2 separate regions of the Sus scrofa genome follow, and region 2 is linked to region 1. Evidence: chromatin contacts called from public HiChIP or PLAC-seq data. All regions are on one chromosome and are shown on one strand. The core of a region is the stretch at or near the end of the contact, and the rest is flanking DNA. Distances in the headings are between cores, read along the strand shown. Region 1 holds the start of NFYA (nuclear transcription factor Y subunit alpha). Region 2 holds the start of TREM1 (triggering receptor expressed on myeloid cells 1).

Region 1 (5,264 bases), core at 869-3,368:
AGTTATGAAAGGTTTCAGAGAAGCAGTTATTATCAAGACAGATTTAGGAAGAAATTAAAGACTTTTACAAAAACTCAGATTTGGTAGGAAAAGGATCCAAACTAGAGGCCGTTTTTTTATGAAGAAAAACCTAATCTTCACGGTTAAAAGGACTCAGTGGTTTGGAATCCCACCCATACGGGTATATCTTGTTTCATAATCAAGTACAACAGGAGGTCAAAAGATGCTCTAGCCAGGGCAGATGAGTTGGAGCTCTTCTCAGAACTCACGTTGACTTAACAGTTCCTGCACCCCTCCAAATTTCTTCTTGAAGAGGACAGCTATCCCAGCGCCCATTCGACAATCCTCACTGATGCAGTGCGCTAAAGAGTCTGTCTTGGGGCATGCGAAAAGGTCTCCTTTCACATAAGTAATCTAAAATGTGCAAAGGGAAAGAAAATGTTTTATTAGATACCAAAAAAAAAGACGAAGCTACAGAAAAAGACTAAGCTATTTATTTTCCTTTACTGTGCCCACCACCACTTCTCCCCGCTTCCTCCTTTTGATTTAGTGACAAATCCTCAGAATTGAAAAAATTATCTAAAGCGAATTAAAGCATGTGTAAAACAAAGTGATGAGCGGCCTCTGCCTAGGATTTTATTGGCCTTTCTAAAGGAAATCAACAGAAGAGAGAAAAAAAGACAATTCAATTATTGGTTTAATTAAAAAGTGTTTATGCTTTTGACCTCAATTACTCTGAATTTCAGTTCACCAATAAGTTAATAGTTGTTACGCACTCTGCTTCCTTCTGAATCTTCATTAGGGCTGCCGGCCATGATAGAGTCGCTATTTCCAGAATTTAAGTGTTTCTTCAGCTATAAGAAGGGGAAAGGAAGTGAAAATGCTTAGGCAACCTGAATATATTACATTCAGACTGCCCCGACCACCCACTTACTAACTTTTCTGCCCCCCACCTATCGCTGAATGGGAGTTCGTTCAGCCTTCAAAAAGTAATGCAAAACTCTTCTGGGCAAGAAAGAGAAGCGGACGCCTGGGTTGGGGGGCGGCAGGGCTCCGCTCCCGTTTCGCGCTTTCCAGGAGAGAAAGGCGGCCCGAAGACACGCCTCCTCCTCTCCCCAAGCCAGCGCGGAGCAAGGCGGATTCGCAGTCTCCTTTTCGGTGCACGATCCAAAAGTATTTCCGCATTGGGTGTGGCCCAGAAGCAAAAAGGTGGGCCAAGGCTACGGTCCCGTTAAGCCGCAACAAGGGAGCAAACGGGACGGGGGCGGGGGCGGGCGTGTATACAGCGGGAGCGAGCACGAGAAAACAGAAGGCGGCCTCTCAAGGAAAGCTCCCCCCTATCTTTGGGGGGAAACGGGGGAAGTTTAGAGAAGCCTCCCATTCTCTCTCCTACCCTGGGGCGGATCAGCGAGGCCAAATGGCCTGTCCGGGGTCCCGTGGGAGGGAGCGGGGAGCCTCGTTCAAAGCTCCAACGTACCAGGTACCCTTCACCTGGAAAGGAGTCCGCCGTTAGGAGGTCCCGCCCCGCGGGGAAGGGCTCTGGTAGGTGGGGACCAGCGGACTAGTCCGCTTGTAGAGCCAATCCCACCACAGTCCTTAATTGCACGCACCTAAAATGGCCGCCCACCACCCGGGAGTGGGGCGGAAACGAGCCCTTCTAGCTAGCTAGCCGGACCTGCACTCTTTGGTGCTGGTCGCCGAACTTCCGGCGGTAAACTCCGTAGAGTATCCCGCCGCCGCCCGGGCATGCGTAACGAGATAGCGGCCGCGAGTTGGATAGAGCGGCGCTTGCGCATTAGTCCCAGGGGTGTGTCTCCAGAGGCCGCATAGAAGGGGTGGGCAGTTGGCAAAGGAATTGGTTAGCGCCTGCGTGGTCCTGTGCTCAGGGCGGTGTTTTGAGTTGAAGGGTCCGGCGCGTCAAGAGAGCGCCTGCGTATTCCTTCGGCCGGGGGAGGAATCTAATTAGGGAAGTGGGCGTGGCTTCATCGTACGCCTGCGCAGTGCTCTCTCAACGGGGATGGGGCGAGCCCAGAGCTCGGGTTAGGGGGCGTGGTCTCAGAGGCGCCTGCGCGGAGGCAGTTGGAGGGAGGCCCGATTCCCCTTTGTTCGGCTTCGCCATTTTGCGAGGCAGCGGCAGTGGCGGCGGCAGCGGCGGCTGGAGCCTCTGATTGGGTTTCGGGGTCCGGTACTGGAGCCAATCAGCGCGGGCAGCGAACCGGGGGAGCGAGGCACGGTGAGTGTGAGGAGCCAATATCCAGCGGCCCAGAGCCGGCCCCAGCGCCCCGATTGGCGGGTCTCGCTGACCACTCAGGAGAGGCCCAGGCTCCCGTCGAGCCCGGGGAGTCGAGCTGAGCCTAACCGAGCGGGGCTGCTGGCGGCCTCGGCTTGGAGCCTGCAAGCGCTCCGGGGTACTCCCTGCCGAGGCCTGCAGAGGGCTGCCCCGCGCAGGGATGGCGCTCTCGGGAGCAGGCACCTTGGGGTCCAGCCCTTTGCAGGGTGTCAGGGCCAGTTGGCCATGCGTCCCGGTTGTTTCTACCCTTAGGCCTAGGTTCTCAAGCTCCAGGCCCGGGGGTGGCGGGTTTGACTGCCACGAAGGCCCCCACGCTCAGGTATACACACAGACACACACACGCGCGCCCGGGCCTCGGCGGTTTTCTCCTGGTCGTTCGGCCTCACTCTTTAGCCTGCCCTAGCACTCACCACGCTCTAGCCCTGGAAGGGAAATCACTCCCCGCGGGGCCCGCGCACCCCACTTCTCCGTAAGCGGGTCTGGGTATCTCAGTCCTCTTGAGTCGGGAGGGAGACCCAGGGAGGACGCGCGCCCCGGCCACGGGGCCTTGCGTGCGGCGCGGAGAGGGGGGGGCCGGCCCGCCCCCGCCGTCCCTTTGATCCGTTAGTGCGCCCACTCCCCGGTCTGGCTGCGCCCCTCCTCCCAGCTCGGCCCGGGTCTCCAGCCAGGCGCCGTTACCACCCACTTTAGGCTCGTCATTTCCTCTCCTCCCCGCCCGGATCTCCGGGGCAGAACCGCACACCTCCGTCTTGGAGCCCAACCAAGCAGTCTGCCTTTCTTGCCCGGGCTGTAAGGCCTGTCCATTCGGCGCCTGGAACTTCAGTCTTCGAAGATTGCGAGCCCTGTGCATTCTTTTTCCCGGAAGCTGCACAACTTGTTTTTATATCACTGGCATTTTTTCTTGTTGCTTGGTCTTGTGAACTCTCGCTCCCTTAGGAACGTAGTACAGTCCTTTTTCTTTCACCTCTCTGTGTCGCTTTGAATGTATCAGGCTTCACTCATTAGCTCAGTCCACAACCATCCCTTGGTTTGATTTTTTGCTAGTATGTTGACGTTTTCTCAGTTGGTGTTAATAGAAACTTAATGGTCTTGTGGGATTTTCGTTAGGGTGAGAGAAAATCTCTGTTGACAGCCGAGCATGGAGCAGTTGGTGTGTACCAAGCATCCATGTATGTGCTGAGAGGAGAGTGGGTAAGGAGGTCGATAGGAACCTCCCCAGCCTGGTGGAGATTGACAGGTGACCAAGTAATTAATACTTTACGGTTTTGTGCTGTAACCGGACCAAGTTCAGTTCCGTGGTCAACTGACGTGTTGAGCTACCAACAGCCTCGGAGGGCTCTGCATTGCCACTCTTTGGACTGGCAAGGATGATGGGATTTCTTCGGACGATAAGAAATGGAAGAGCATTGCTCATAAAGAAGCACGTGCCAACGCTCCAAACTTTGCTGTATGTTGGAGGGGGAAGAGTTTATGCTGGAAAGCCCATTTGGTAAAAACAAACAAACAAACCAAAAAAACGCTTGTATATCTTGCCAGGGAATTTTTCAGAAGCAGTTATTTTGTGGCGATCCAGACAGGAGAAATCCAGGAGCATTTTTAACTCCCTAGGATTGGAGAAATAAGTTTCTGGCTTATGGGGTTCTGCTCCACAGCAGTGGCTGATGTTGATGGAAGAAAGGGAGATTTCCTTTCCAGGACTTGAGAAGCATGTAGCACAGCAGTGCTTGCCACATAGAGTAGGCTGTGTATGGTGCCCATTTTTATAATCTCATGTGCAGGTCATCCAACTGGTAGGTTTCAGAAAGCTAACCCAGTACTGTCTCCACTGCTAAAAATTTGGGGACAGGTTTTGTTTTCACTTTCTGGAATGAGTTTTTGATTGTTTAAATCATTTAAAAAATTTATTTAATTCTTAAAATAACTATTAATAGATGGTGTACTATGGCTTAGATTTTAGAACACATACATTGGCCTTTGGACTAGATAGATACCCTGGTACTTAAAAATGGTTATAGCTGGTCACTTTAAAACCAGCAACTATTTTTGCTGAACTTCTTTAAGAGACACTTAGGCTCTGATCATTGTAGACCACTCTGGAGACTCCACTTGCCCGCAGAACTTTCTTTGCCTGGAATTTCGAGAGACAGTAATCTGGCCTTTAGCTTTCTCTCAACATGTGGCCTTTTAGTCTGCTGTTCATATGTGGAAACTTCTCTGCCCTTCATGCTGTCTTCATTTGGAGTACTCCATTCCCCTCCACCCCAATCACATGGACAAAGCCTTCTCATGCTTAAGACAGATCAGATGTCATGTTTTTCTAAAGCCTTCTTATCTACCCCAGTTGGAAGAATTCTGTCATCCAAACTTCATATTGCTTTGTTTCTCTCTCAGGGGTTCATTACAGACTTTTACTTTTTACTAAGTTTAAAGACTCTTTGAAGTTAGAATTTTCGTCAGAGTTTTCCTTTTATTTCTAAAACCTTCAGGACAGTGTCTGATAGGTGGTACATCACCTATCACCTAGTGGAGATTAAGGAGCAAATTAGGAACTGCAGTCCAGAAGCCTTTTGAATGATGGGGAAGCAGAACAATTCTTTGATTTTTAGCCTTTTATCAAACAGATCAGGACCTGTTTTGTTGAGTTGTGAAGTCAATTTAGTGGGCCAGTGCTGGTAATATTTTTACGATAGACTGGAAAATGTTACAGTGCATCTTATGTTACACTTCTAAGTCCTGACTGAGACTTTTCATTTTACTTAATATGTTGCATGTGCATTTGTGATATGAAACTTGTTTCTTGTTTCTTACTGAGCCTTGTCAAAATTTGAAAGCTACTGTTCTGGTCTACCTGGTAGTGGTTGTCAAATATGGTAATTCACTTACTTATGGCTGGGTTGGTTGGATTTCTGAGCCTTAGCTTTAAAATGTGTGTGGGTCCACACTGAATGGGTTTCTAAGTAGTTAGCTACATTTC
Region 2 (5,264 bases), core at 1,742-4,241, 150 kb after region 1:
CAAAAAAAAAAAAAAAAAAGAAGAAGTTAGGGCTTTGGTGGTTCACCATGGTCACCATAGTGAATGCTTTGGTCTGAATGTGTCCTCCCCAAAATTCATATGTTGGAATTTTAGCCTCCAAGGCCATGGTATTGGTGGGTGGGGTCTTTGGGAGATGATTAGGTCACGAGGGCTCTTCCCTCAGGAATGGGAGTAGTTAAAGAGTCTTTATTAAGGAGGCTGCAGAAGTTCCCATTGTGGCTCAACAGGTTAGAAACCTGACTAGTATCTACGAGAACTCAGGTTCATCCCTGGCCTCACTCAGTGGGTTAAGGATCTGATGTGGCTGTGGTGTAGGCTGGCAGCTGTAGCTCTGATTTGACTCCTAGCCTGGGAACCTCCATATGCTGCATGTGTTGCCCTAAAAAGACCAAGAGAAAATGAAAAATAAAGAGGCTCCAAGAATTCCAGCTCTGGTGCAGTGGGTTAAGAATCCAACTATAGTGGCATGGATCATAGCTGCAGTTTGGATTCCATCCCTGGCCTGGGAAATTCCATATGCCTTGGGTGTGTATATATACACACACACAAACACATCAAGAGGCTCCAGAAAACTCCCTTGCCCCTCCCACCATGACAACACAGTGAGAAGTCTGCAGTCTGCAGTCCAGAAGAGGACCTTCCGAAAAACCCAACCACACTGGTACCCTGACCTTGAACTTCCAGCCTCCAAAACTTGAAGAAGTAAATTTCTGTTGTTTGTAAGCCACACTGTCTGTGGCATTTTGTTACTGCTGCCAAGATGGACTAAGACAGTAGAAGCTACAGGAAACAGATTGCACACAAACCTGCCTGACTCTTGTGAAAGGAGATAGTAAGAAACTGATGGAGAAGTGCTCTCTGTGCATCAATTTTGCACCATTGTGAGAAAGGAGTTCCTCATCACATGTTAATAAAAAAAAAATAACAGGTGTTTCCTTGTGGCACCGGGGGCTAAAGATCTGGCGTTGTCACTGCAGTGGCTCGGGAACTTCCATGTGTTTTGGGCAGAGCCAAAAAGAAAGGAGAAGAGGAATAGCAAATACCTTTTATTGCTAAGTGTTTAAAATACGATCTCCCTGAATCTTCATAACTTTTAAGGTTGACACCACTGTTATTCCCAGTTGAGAGCTAAGGAAATTGGGGCACAGAAAGGTTATTTAATAACGCAGAGGTCGTTAAGTGATTTTCCCAAGGTCCCATAGAAGAAAGGGGTGCACCCAGGATTCTAGCCCTATTAGTCTGACCCTAGGGTCAGCTCTAAACCTCTGAGCCAGATGGGCCAGGCAGCTGCCTGCCTGGAATTCGAGCTGTGCCAGCCCTGGTGTGAAGAGCTGCCTAACCATTCCTTTGGGATACGGGAGCTAGAAGGAGTTTTATGTTACCCCTAACCTACCCCCTCAGGACACTGTGGGAAAAAAACAAAAGCAAAAAAAAAAGCCACTGGTTTTCTCTCAGTCGTCAACCTTCCATCATCTTCCAGTGCTCCTTTGGAAGAACATGAATAAGACATGAGGAAATGCACTGGTCCCTGAGACCCAAACTCCTGTGTGTCCATCTGGATTACTGCCCCGGCTCCTGAGAGACCATAAGCAGCATCGGTGTGCGGGCTTTGCCAGATGATCATCTGTGACCTTGCTCAAGGCAGTGGGCTCCCCGGAAAACACCCTCTCCCTGGAATCTTTGTGTCCTTCCAAAGCAAAGTTTTCTCTTCACTCCCTGTTGACATTTTTCCTTTCTCTGATCATTTCCCCAGTGTCTTCGCAAGGATTAGAAGCAGGAGCAACACAAGTTTCAAATGCTTCCGTTTTTTTTTTTTTTTTTTTTTTTTTTTTCTTTAGGGCCATACCTGTGACATATGGAAGTTCCCAGGTTAGGGGTTGAATTGGAGCTGTAGCTGCCGGCCTACACCACAGCCACAGCAACGCCAGATCCTTAACCGGCTGAGCAAGTCCAGGGATGGAACCTGAATCCTCATGGATACAAGTCGGGTTCTTACCCCACTGAACCACAACTCGAACTCCCCCAAATGCTTGCATTTTTAGAGAAGGCGTGAGCTGTTCAGTCAGAGGTGAGGGCCAGAGACGGAACAGCCCTGCCGAGCCTGGGTGACAGAGCCCTGCAAGGCCAGCAGACAGTGGACCCAGGATCACGGCCTCCATGAAAATGGGCCCATTTTTTGGTTCCCGTCTGTGTCCTTTTGCCAATAACATATTTCGTGGCCCCTGGCTGGCCCCTGGGGAACATCCATTGAATGAACTATGTCTTTGGGGTTTAACAGCCTGTGAACATCGGAAGAACCAAGAAGGACTCTAAGGGGAAGAAAACCTTCAAACTTGGAGTTTCTGTTGTGGCTCAGTGGTAACCAACCCGACTAGTATCCATGAGGAAGTGGGTTCAATCCCTGGCCCCTCTCAGTGGGTTAAGAATCTGGCATTGCTGTGGCTGTGGTGTAAGCTCTAATTTGACCCCTAGCCTAGAAATGTCTGTATGCCACAAGTGCAGCCCTAAAAAGACAAATAAATAAATAACTTAAAACTCAAATAAAACTCCTTTAGATCATGTCAAGTGGAGATTTACTCCATCATTATTTTCCCACCCAGGGGTTTGCATGTCCCCGAGGACATGGAAAAGCACCAACCTCCTGTTTCCCTAACTTACCCCCTTTTAGTTCTGTTCTCAGGCCCTGTGAGTCCTGATTCTGTAAAGCTGGGGCACCCGGCCTGGCATACCCACTGGTTTGGTGCCGCCTTGGGTGGCCACATGCCCTGGAGCCTCTGAAGTAAAGACCTTTCTTGTGGTGGGATTCCCCAACCCCAGGTCCAGGGAAGAAGCCTCACCTGCTCGCATCTCTTGCCGATCTTACCTGTGATGAAGAGCATCCAAAGCAGCCTCCCGAGCCTAGCGCTCCTCATCGTCACGCGCACCAGCCCCAACTGCCCCCGCCTCATGGGACAGCTGTGAGGAACACTCTAACTAGAAGCTCCAGAAAGTTATGCAATAGGATATTACGCCACTTCTCGGAGGTGTTGGGTTGGATGCTCTGTCATCACTAGTTGCCTTGGCCCCAGACGTCAGAGACAACAAACGTGGATCCGAGACAGGGCTCAAGTCTCCAGGAAGTTTCTCCAAACCCCAGTTTCCTGTTCTTGGGGGATAATAACAATGATTCTTTTCAAGCAACCTCTTAGTGAGAACACTACTTCTGGGTAAACAGAGTAAGGAGTTAATGTTATCCGGGGATCAGAAGCCCACCTTGCTCTCCTGAGGCCCACCCTCTGCTCCCATCCAGTTCAGTGCAGGTAAGCGTGCCAGATGCACAGAGCCAGAGGTTGGAATAAAAAGCCCTCATTTTTAGGGGTTTTGTGAGAACTAGGTGAGGGCCCCATGGAAAGCGCTCAGCACTGTACCTAACATGGGTGTTGTTTCTGCATTCTGTCCTCAGCTGCACCCTGCTCCCCTTGGCTTTTTCTTTTGCTTTCCAGGGCCACACCCTGGCATATGGAGGTCCACAGGCTAGGGGTTGAATCAGAGCTACAGCTGCTGGCCTGTGCACGGCTCAGATCTGGTTGCTGTGGTGTTGCTGTAGCTGTGGCATAGGGAATAAAAAAAAAAATCCAGCAGCTTCCATACTAGAAGCAATCAAAGGCAGATTCGACAGGGTAAAAAATCAGTCACGGAGAAGATTCACTTCAGAAATACTTCCAAATGTAAAATCTATAAGGACATTTCAAAGAGCTCAAAAATGGTGAAGGACAAATCATGGATATCCAACCTACAAATAATGTACTAATAAGGGATATTTTTGAAATTTAACATGGGACAGTGGATCATAAATGAAGTTAAAATATATATTAAAAAATTTTTTTTCCAATATCCATGCATCCCAGTGTTGACTGCGGCACTGTTTACAATCACCAAGACCTGGAAACTACCTATGTCCATTGAAAGATGAATGGATAAAAAAGATATGGTGTACATATAAAATGGAATATTACTTAGCCATAAAAAAGGATAAAATGATGTCATTTGCAGCAACATGGATGGACCTAGAGATTATTACACTAAGTGAAGCCAGCCAGACAGAGGAAGACAAATACCCTATGATATCACTTATACCTGAAATCTAAAAAGTGATGCAAATGGACATATTTACAAAACAGAAACAGACTCACAGATGTAGAAAACAAACTTACCAAAGAGGAAAGGAGGAGGAAGGGATAAATTAGGAGTTTGGGATTAGCAGATACAAACTACTACACATAAAATAAATCAATGACAAGGTCCTACTACATAGCACAGGTAACTATAGTCAATATTCTGTTATAAACTATAATGGAAAAGAATACAAAAAAGACTATGCATATATTCTGAATCACTTTGCTGTCCACCAGAAACTAACACAACATTGTAAATCAACTATATTTTAATAAAAACTTTAGGAGTTCCTGCTCTGGTGCAACAGGATGGGACAGCATCTTGGGAGCCCTGGGAAGCAGGTTTGATCCCGGGCCTGGCACAGGGGGTTAGGGATCCACTTAGGTTGCAGCTGTAGCTCAGATCTGATCCCTGGCCTGGGAAGTCCATATGCCAGGGGTGGCAAAAAGAGAGAGAGAGAGAGAAACTTAAAAAAAACAAACAAAAAAAAAACATTCTCTAGATCTGAAAAGCAATCTGAAATTGGAGGTTGAGAGAATTCAACCTGGGCAAGGAAAAATTCATGAAGTGAAACCAAGACTATAAAGTTCCCGTGTTGAAAAAGTTTTCGTTAACACTCTTGCTGCTAAACAAACAGGAAAAAAAGAAAGAAAAAAAAAACTTGATTCCTTCAAAAAGGTTGAAATGAGCAGGAGTCAAATTTCTTTTCTGAGTAGCAAATACAGTGGGAGAATGTATAAAGAAAACCTTGCCTCTAGAATTTTATACTCAAGCCGAATGCTCTTCAAGTATGAAAACAGCAAAAAGGTGCTATCGTGTCTGCAAACTGAAAAAGCAAAAGATAAAAACAAGGGAGTTCCTGTTGTGGCTCAGCAGAAACCAATCTGACTAATATCTGTGAGGACACAAGTTCGATCCCTGGCCTCCCTCAGTGGGTTAAGGATCCCTCATTGCCCTGAGCTGGTGGTGTAGGTCGTAGACACGGCTCAGATCTGGTTGCTGTGGTGTTTCTGTTGCTGTGGCGTAGGACAGCGACTATAGCTCCAATTTGATCCCTAGCCTGGGAACTTTCATATGCCGCCGGTGCG

The links. HiChIP or PLAC-seq counts read pairs in DNA pulled down with a chosen protein or histone mark.
Region 2: a contact with region 1 is called in an H3K27ac HiChIP or PLAC-seq map of alveolar macrophages. The contact joins the promoter of TREM1 here to the promoter of NFYA in region 1. A contact is called at or near these places in 1 of 47 Hi-C or Micro-C datasets (epiblast stem cells) and 1 of 2 datasets of contacts at active chromatin or transcription factors (alveolar macrophages).

Annotation. Positions count from the first base shown.
Region 1 is chr7:36,384,597-36,389,860 of Sscrofa11.1, forward strand. It overlaps NFYA (nuclear transcription factor Y subunit alpha), which reads left to right and starts at 2,119. Exons shown (of 10, transcript NM_001243295.1): 1 at 2,119-2,233. It overlaps OARD1 (O-acetyl-ADP-ribose deacetylase 1), which reads right to left and starts at 1,812. Exons shown (of 6, transcript XM_005665959.3): 1 at 1,676-1,812; 2 at 777-854; 3 at 270-414. The coding sequence starts at 815.
Region 2 is chr7:36,528,805-36,534,068 of Sscrofa11.1, forward strand. It overlaps TREM1 (triggering receptor expressed on myeloid cells 1), which reads right to left and starts at 2,992. Exons shown (of 4, transcript NM_213756.1): 1 at 2,885-2,992. The coding sequence starts at 2,933.